Regions from separate parts of the Sus scrofa genome. Here region 1 is linked to region 2. A link is a contact called in public HiChIP or PLAC-seq data. All regions are on one chromosome and are shown on one strand. Each heading gives the region's core, a stretch centred on a gene start, on an enhancer-like site or on the middle of the called end of the contact. The rest is flanking DNA. Distances are from core to core; before and after follow the strand shown.

Evidence for each region. HiChIP or PLAC-seq counts read pairs in DNA pulled down with a chosen protein or histone mark.
Region 1: an H3K27ac HiChIP or PLAC-seq map of alveolar macrophages shows a contact between it and region 2. The contact joins the promoter of ARL6IP6 here to the promoter of SAP130 in region 2. A contact is called at or near these places in 1 of 47 Hi-C or Micro-C datasets (liver) and 1 of 2 datasets of contacts at active chromatin or transcription factors (alveolar macrophages).

Annotation. Positions count from the first base shown.
Region 1 is chr15:60,438,195-60,441,143 of Sscrofa11.1, forward strand. ARL6IP6 (ADP-ribosylation factor-like protein 6-interacting protein 6) reads left to right here and starts at 1,394. Exons shown (of 4, transcript XM_001926700.7): 1 at 1,394-2,841. The coding sequence starts at 2,445. It overlaps PRPF40A (pre-mRNA processing factor 40 homolog A), which reads right to left and starts at 1,186. Exons shown (of 26, transcript NM_001244573.1): 1 at 1,013-1,186. The coding sequence starts at 1,177.
Region 2 is chr15:59,311,030-59,314,099 of Sscrofa11.1, forward strand. It overlaps SAP130 (histone deacetylase complex subunit SAP130), which reads left to right and starts at 1,372. Exons shown (of 21, transcript XM_021076325.1): 1 at 1,372-1,548.

The DNA.
Region 1 (2,949 bases), core at 144-2,643, 1.1 Mb after region 2:
AGTCAGTTATGCGCATAACATTATATTTGTCTAATATGTGACTAAACTATTGATTCAACATTTACTTTCTGGTCTTAAATCTGCAACTTAGCAAATTTCAGAAAGTGGAAAAAATTAAAATCATTACTGGATACCTAATTCATTTTTTAAAACATGATGATTTAATCAATTACTAAATGGCTTGCTAAAGTGAGAGAATACAGTTTAAACGCCAGCCTAAAAACTATCATGGTGAAAACCACAGCTTTGTCCTACTTCACAGATATAAGACAGCTTATTTTTATTTTATTGCGCCATTTATCCTTACTTTCTACATTGATTTTAAACTTTAAAATGCCGAAGTTACCAAATTAACTCAGATAAGGGCTACCCTTATAAAACACCAACAGTATGGATCCTCAGGAACACTTCACTCTTAATACATAAACATACTACTTACAACAGAATCTTTGAGAAAAATTACTTATGCCAAAAAAAAAAAAAAATCCCAAAGACCGAGGTCTGTCATTCATAGATACTAAAGTAAATAACTAATTCATCCATCTTAACGAGCTCCTATAAAAAGACAACTACTTTCTTTACCTGTGTCTTCATTGTTCCAGGCCTTAAAACCAGGTAACTATCTCCTGCCAATTCTCCCAGCTGTCCTCCCGCTACGGACACCACTAACACAGGTGAAGAAATTCTGGCAGCCTGTTTTAGACTCTACAGAATCAAATCTCCGCCTCCCCAACACGGCTAAGTCAGGCCTACCTCTCCAAAACGCTCACCCCGCCCGCGACCAGCACAACCAACGCGCAACTGCCTAGGCCAAACCCACCAGCAACTTCCAGGGTCCCACTTCCTTTTCTTTGTGCACCCCCGCCCTCCATTTCTCTCCCCCGGAACATATCCCACCATCTCGAGCTCTTCCTTCGTCCACTCTCATCTTCTTCTCCTTTGGGAGAAAGCTTCCTCTCTCTCTGACTCCGTTTTCATTGTGCCGCTTTCCCCTGCCCCACCGATCCCTTACCGAGGGCCGTCTCCTCAGGAAGCCGTCAGCAGAGACCCAAGAGCTGGAGCAGAGGCTTGAGCCGGACAATCTCCGCTCCCCGTCCCCGGGACCCCGCGAGGGAGGATGGCTCTCCATTTCACTCACCATGAGGCCTCCTCGCTCAGCTCCCGTCCCCGGCCTCATCGTCGGGCTCAGACTGCTCCGCCGGCGGCCACTGCCGCTACACATACCAACAAGAAGCGATCTGAGTGGCTGGAGCCCACTGGGGCCAAAGGTTAAAGGCTGCCCTGCGCTACGGGGCGGAACCAGCGGGGCCAATAAGCTGACAGGCTTCTCCGCTGTCCAATCAGACTGCGCTGCCGACACGCAGCTCTTCGGCGATTCGCTCCCAACCTCAGCCTCACTCGGCGTCGCCTGCATGGAGGGGGGAGGGGGACGGAGGAAGTTTCTGTTGCAAGTCCTCTTGGGGAAAAACTCCAGTAACTTACCCCAGGGAAGGGAAGACGTCTGTGTCTCAGCCTCCCGAGCTTAGTTCGCCTCACCCCGAAGGGGGTGGGGCAGTGGGGTTCTGCCACCTTCACCCCCCGCCCGAGTTACGTACGCCCCCACAAACCTGAGGCCGCCTGGGGTGGGGTGGGGTGGTAGGGTGGGGTGGGATGGTAGGGTGGGGGTGGGGGTGGGGAAAGCTTCTAGCGTTAGCGGTGGCCGGATACGCGCGCGCGCGCGCGCGCGGGGGGCGGATCGAGTTGGAGGGAGGGGGCGAAGAAGGCTAGAGGAGGGGTCTTGAGAAGGTTCGATCTCCGTAAGATCCAACTGGGGAGCGGGCGCCGGGATAGGGGAGTGAGGGGAGCCGGAGGCGTGCCAAGCTGCGTGGTGGGAAGTTGTAGTGGGGCGGGGAGAACAAAACGTAAGGGAAGGAGGAATGGGCTGTTAAGGGAGGTGAGGGTGCGGGGTGGTGAACTGCCGTGGAGGGAAGCGGGGGTGGAGGTAGGAGCGAGTGTAAGGCGTAAAAGTGAGAAAACAAATTGAGTCGGTAATGTGTATTAGGGCGCATGGCGGGCGCTAGGACCGGGTGCCACGAAGGTGCGACTTTGGGGCTGCCGGGCCGCGCTCTTGCTTAGAGGCGACGCTGCGATGGCCGAGGTCTCAGGGCGAGACGAACCTGTGCAGGGATAGGGGACTTGACTGCCTTCGGCCTCTTCTTTCCTCCCCTCTGCGCTCTTCTCTGCTCGCCTTCCCTCCTACAGCTTGAGGGTAGTACCCTGATCCTGGGACGCCCAGCCTCTCCAACTCCACAGCACCTTACCCGCCCAGCCGCCCACCCTTGCGCACCCCTGCGCGCCTCTGTCTGGTGGTTTAGGCCGGGGGGGGGCCGTTGATTGGCTGCTGGGACCGCGGGGAGGGGCTGGTGAACAACGCTCGCTCTCTGGGCCTCACTGTCTTTCCCGCCATGTCGTTCGTGGAGAGCGGGAGGCGCCCGGCCCCTCTGCGCCGTCGTCCGGGTACCCCTGTCCCGTTCGCTCGGCCGGCATTTTCCGCTTCCACTCAGGGAGACAGCTGGGGTGAGGGTGAAGTCGATGAGGAGGAGGGATGCGACCGAGTAGCCCGTGACCTGCGAGCGGAATTCTCGGCCAGGGCGTCGCCCGAACCTAGAAAGGACTCGCTCCTCCGGCCAGATGGGGACGGGTCTTCCCTCCTGGCGGATAAGCGGAATGGCATCTTGGCGGATGCGGGCGGTCGAACCCGAGCTCGGCGCTGGCCGGTCCAGGTCCTCTCAATTCTCTGTTCGCTGCTGTTCGCCATCCTCCTTGCCTTCCTCCTCGCCATCACCTACCTGATCGTAAAAGGTACTGAAGTCCAGAAACTGTATAGTTTTTTAAGCTGAGGTTGGACGTGGCTCTCGGCTTCAGCTCCTTCTCCCTATCAAAGGCCACCAAGCTGTAGCGACTTCCATC
Region 2 (3,070 bases), core at 122-2,621:
GTAGGTCGCAGACGTGGCTCAGATCTGACGTTGCTGTGGCTGTGGCATAGTCCGGCAGCTATAGCTCTGATTAGACCCCAAGCCTGGGAACCTCTATGTGCCACAGGTGCGGCCCTAAAAAGATAAAAGACAGAAAAAAATGCAGAAGAATGATGCTGTAAATTGTGAGAGTGTATTAAGCTACTTAGGAAGATAGTGTAGCATTAAGAGAGGGTCGGAGCCTTGGAGAAAAGAGAAGTATAAAACAGCTGAATAGGGGCAGAAGAAGAATCAGGAGAGAGTGTGGTTCTGGAGGCCAAGGGAAGACCATTTTAAGGAGGAATTCCTGCTCTTAAACTAAGCAAGGACCACTGAGTGAAGGTGAGTAGGTTAGTGGAGGGAGCAGTGTAAGAAGAGGCAGGAGCAGGCAGAGTCTAGGAGAGAGATGGCTAAAGTATATCACGTCAGTTACTTATAGAAGAAATGTGAGAAGGGAAGAGTGTTAGAAAGGAAGATGTCTTGAGAAAGGAGAGGGGGCATAGCCTTGAGCTGCCCTTTTTGTACTAAGAATGTAGCTGTGCACGAAAGGAAGAAGGGATTTGAGCCCCATTTATTTCCTATCGCAAAACTCCAGACTAATTTACCGTCTAGGAAGATTGGCGGAGGGACATAATCTCTAGTATCAGACTCATTCTGCTTTCGCAGCTTTGGCTAAGACTTCCACAGCCGTATAACTCCAACACTCTACCCCAAACAAAACAAATCACCACCACCTCCCTCCGCTTCTCCGTAATCCGGAAAGTCTGAGCAGGTGCACCGCGCCTGAGTCCTGCGCCAAAGGCACCTCTCCGAGCCCGCTTTAACCCGAGTGTGCTCGGCTCCCGGCCAAGTTCCCCACGCAGCGAGGCCAGTGCAAACCCGACTGAGTCCCTTCGTTTCCGTGCACCCGAGCCTCCCATGACGCTCAAGCTTCGCGGGTCATGGCCTCAATGGGGACATCAAGTCCCACACGCAGCGCGGAGAATCCAGTACAGTCCGGAAAACCCTCAGCCCTGCCTGCGGCCCCTTCGGTACGCTGCAGTCGGCCTCCATTACCCTATTCCCGCGCCGCAACTCCCTCGGAAAAATGAAACCTGGTGCCATCACATGAGGCAAAAGGGTAGCAGCTTTTCACTAGGCAAAGAAAAACGGCAGAACCGTCGCTAAATAGCTAAGGGGTGTGTTGCTTCGGCCGGGTCGCCAGGACGCCCCGCCCAGGCCCGCCTTCTCAGCACCAGAACTACCTTTCCCAGAGGCCTCTGCAGCCCCGAGGGGCAGGCCCGTCCGCTCTCCACTCATATTGAACGGTGATTGGCTTTCCCGGATGAGGGCGGGGCCTACCCCAGCCAGTGGGTGAGAGGCTCGTTACGGCGGCGGAAGCAGCGGCGCTGGGCAGAGGGGTGGGGGACCGAGTGCTAGCGCCTCGGCGGCGGCGGCGGGTCCTGGAGCCCGAGGACGTCGGCTCCGCAGGCGGAGAGCGCACGGGAACCAGCTCGAGGCGGCAAGGCGGCCACTCGGCGCAGCACTCAGGTAATGGCGGGACGTGCGCCCAGGAGGGGAGGGAAAGGGGAGGGGAGGAGACGAGGGGGCGGGGCGGCCGAGCCGGGCTGCAGCGTCCGTCCCGCTGCGCGTCCCCAGAGAAGGGCAGCGGTGCCTCGTTTTCTGCGGCGCGGACCTGTACTCTTTCGTGAACTGAGCACGGCAGTTGGGCCGGCTGCAGGGGCCGGGTGTCCTGCGACAAGGAATGGAAAGCCGTCGGGAAGGCTGGGCTGAGTTGGGCTTGGGGGCGTGGCGGGCGTGGGCCTTGGCGGGGAAGCTGAGAGGCCGGGGGAGCGCGGGCGGGCGGGCGGCCCAGGGAGTTTGGCTCCTGGAGCAGTTTAAAGTGACTCTCCACATCCGGGCCCTGCGCCCGCCGCTTTCAGACCCCGACCGAGGCGGGGCCTCCCAGCTCCCCGCCCCTCTCGCCGGCAGCTCTTGTCTTCCTCTGCCATTGGCTCTTCCTCGGGGGTTTGGGCTGCCCTGGCGAGGCTCGCGCCTGATTGGCTGGCAGTCGGCGGGAGGGTGGGGCGGGATCACAGCGCGCAGGCCGCGGTGGATTGGTGCAGGCCCTGGAGTGACGCACCCGGCGTGGGGCCAATGGGCGGGCGGGGGAGGTAGGAGCAGGTTCGGGGAAGAGGACTGGAGCAGAGCGGCGGCCGGGGGGCCGGGGTGAGTGGGGTCGGCGGGACTGGACAGCGACGGGCCCGAGGGGCGCTGCGGCACGAGCGGTCCTCGCGATCTCGGAGCCCAGCGCTGCCACCGCATTGGGTCCTCCGCAGCACCCCCGGCCCGGCGAGGTTGAATTAGGAGGGGCGGGCGGCGGCTGCAGGTAAAGAGGCACACTGGTCCTGGGGCTCCTCAGAACGCCTGCCCCCCTCTCCAGAGGATTCAGAGACCCGAAGTATCAGGAGACCTGTGTTCTCTGATCTCGGCGGTGGGCTTCACGGTGGGGGGTAGGATTGCGGGCTAATCAGGGATATCGGCAGAGCTTGGCTCCTGAGCGAAAAGTGGGGGTAGATTTTAGAGAAGGTGGTGAAGGTCTCAGTTCCTTTTGGCTGAGCTGGGGTCTGTGAAAGGGGCGGGAGATGGGGGGGTCGGAGAGAAATCTGTAAATGGAGCCTGTGCAGGATAGCATTGAAAATCCCTTTTGCGTCAGGTCTTGATGTAAGGTTTCTGATCCCGTCTTAGGACAGGGCTCTGCCTTCAATTTCTCCTGTGACACACTGATGACAATTCAATTCACCTTGGTATGAAGCTTAAGTCTTTCAAAGGCACATGCCACTTGTCAGGAAACTTTACATGTTTACATAAATGTTGCGTTAATACCTGTCGTGTGACTGTTGTACAGGATGCAATGTGGACTTTTTAGTGTGGCAGTCCACAAGTATTTTTGGGGGAGGTGTCACAATATCTCTCAGAACCATGTAAACGATTTTACGATTTTGCCATTAACTGAACCTATGTACATCAGAAACTTAAAGAAGTTAGACCATTTATGCACTGAATGTTGAAC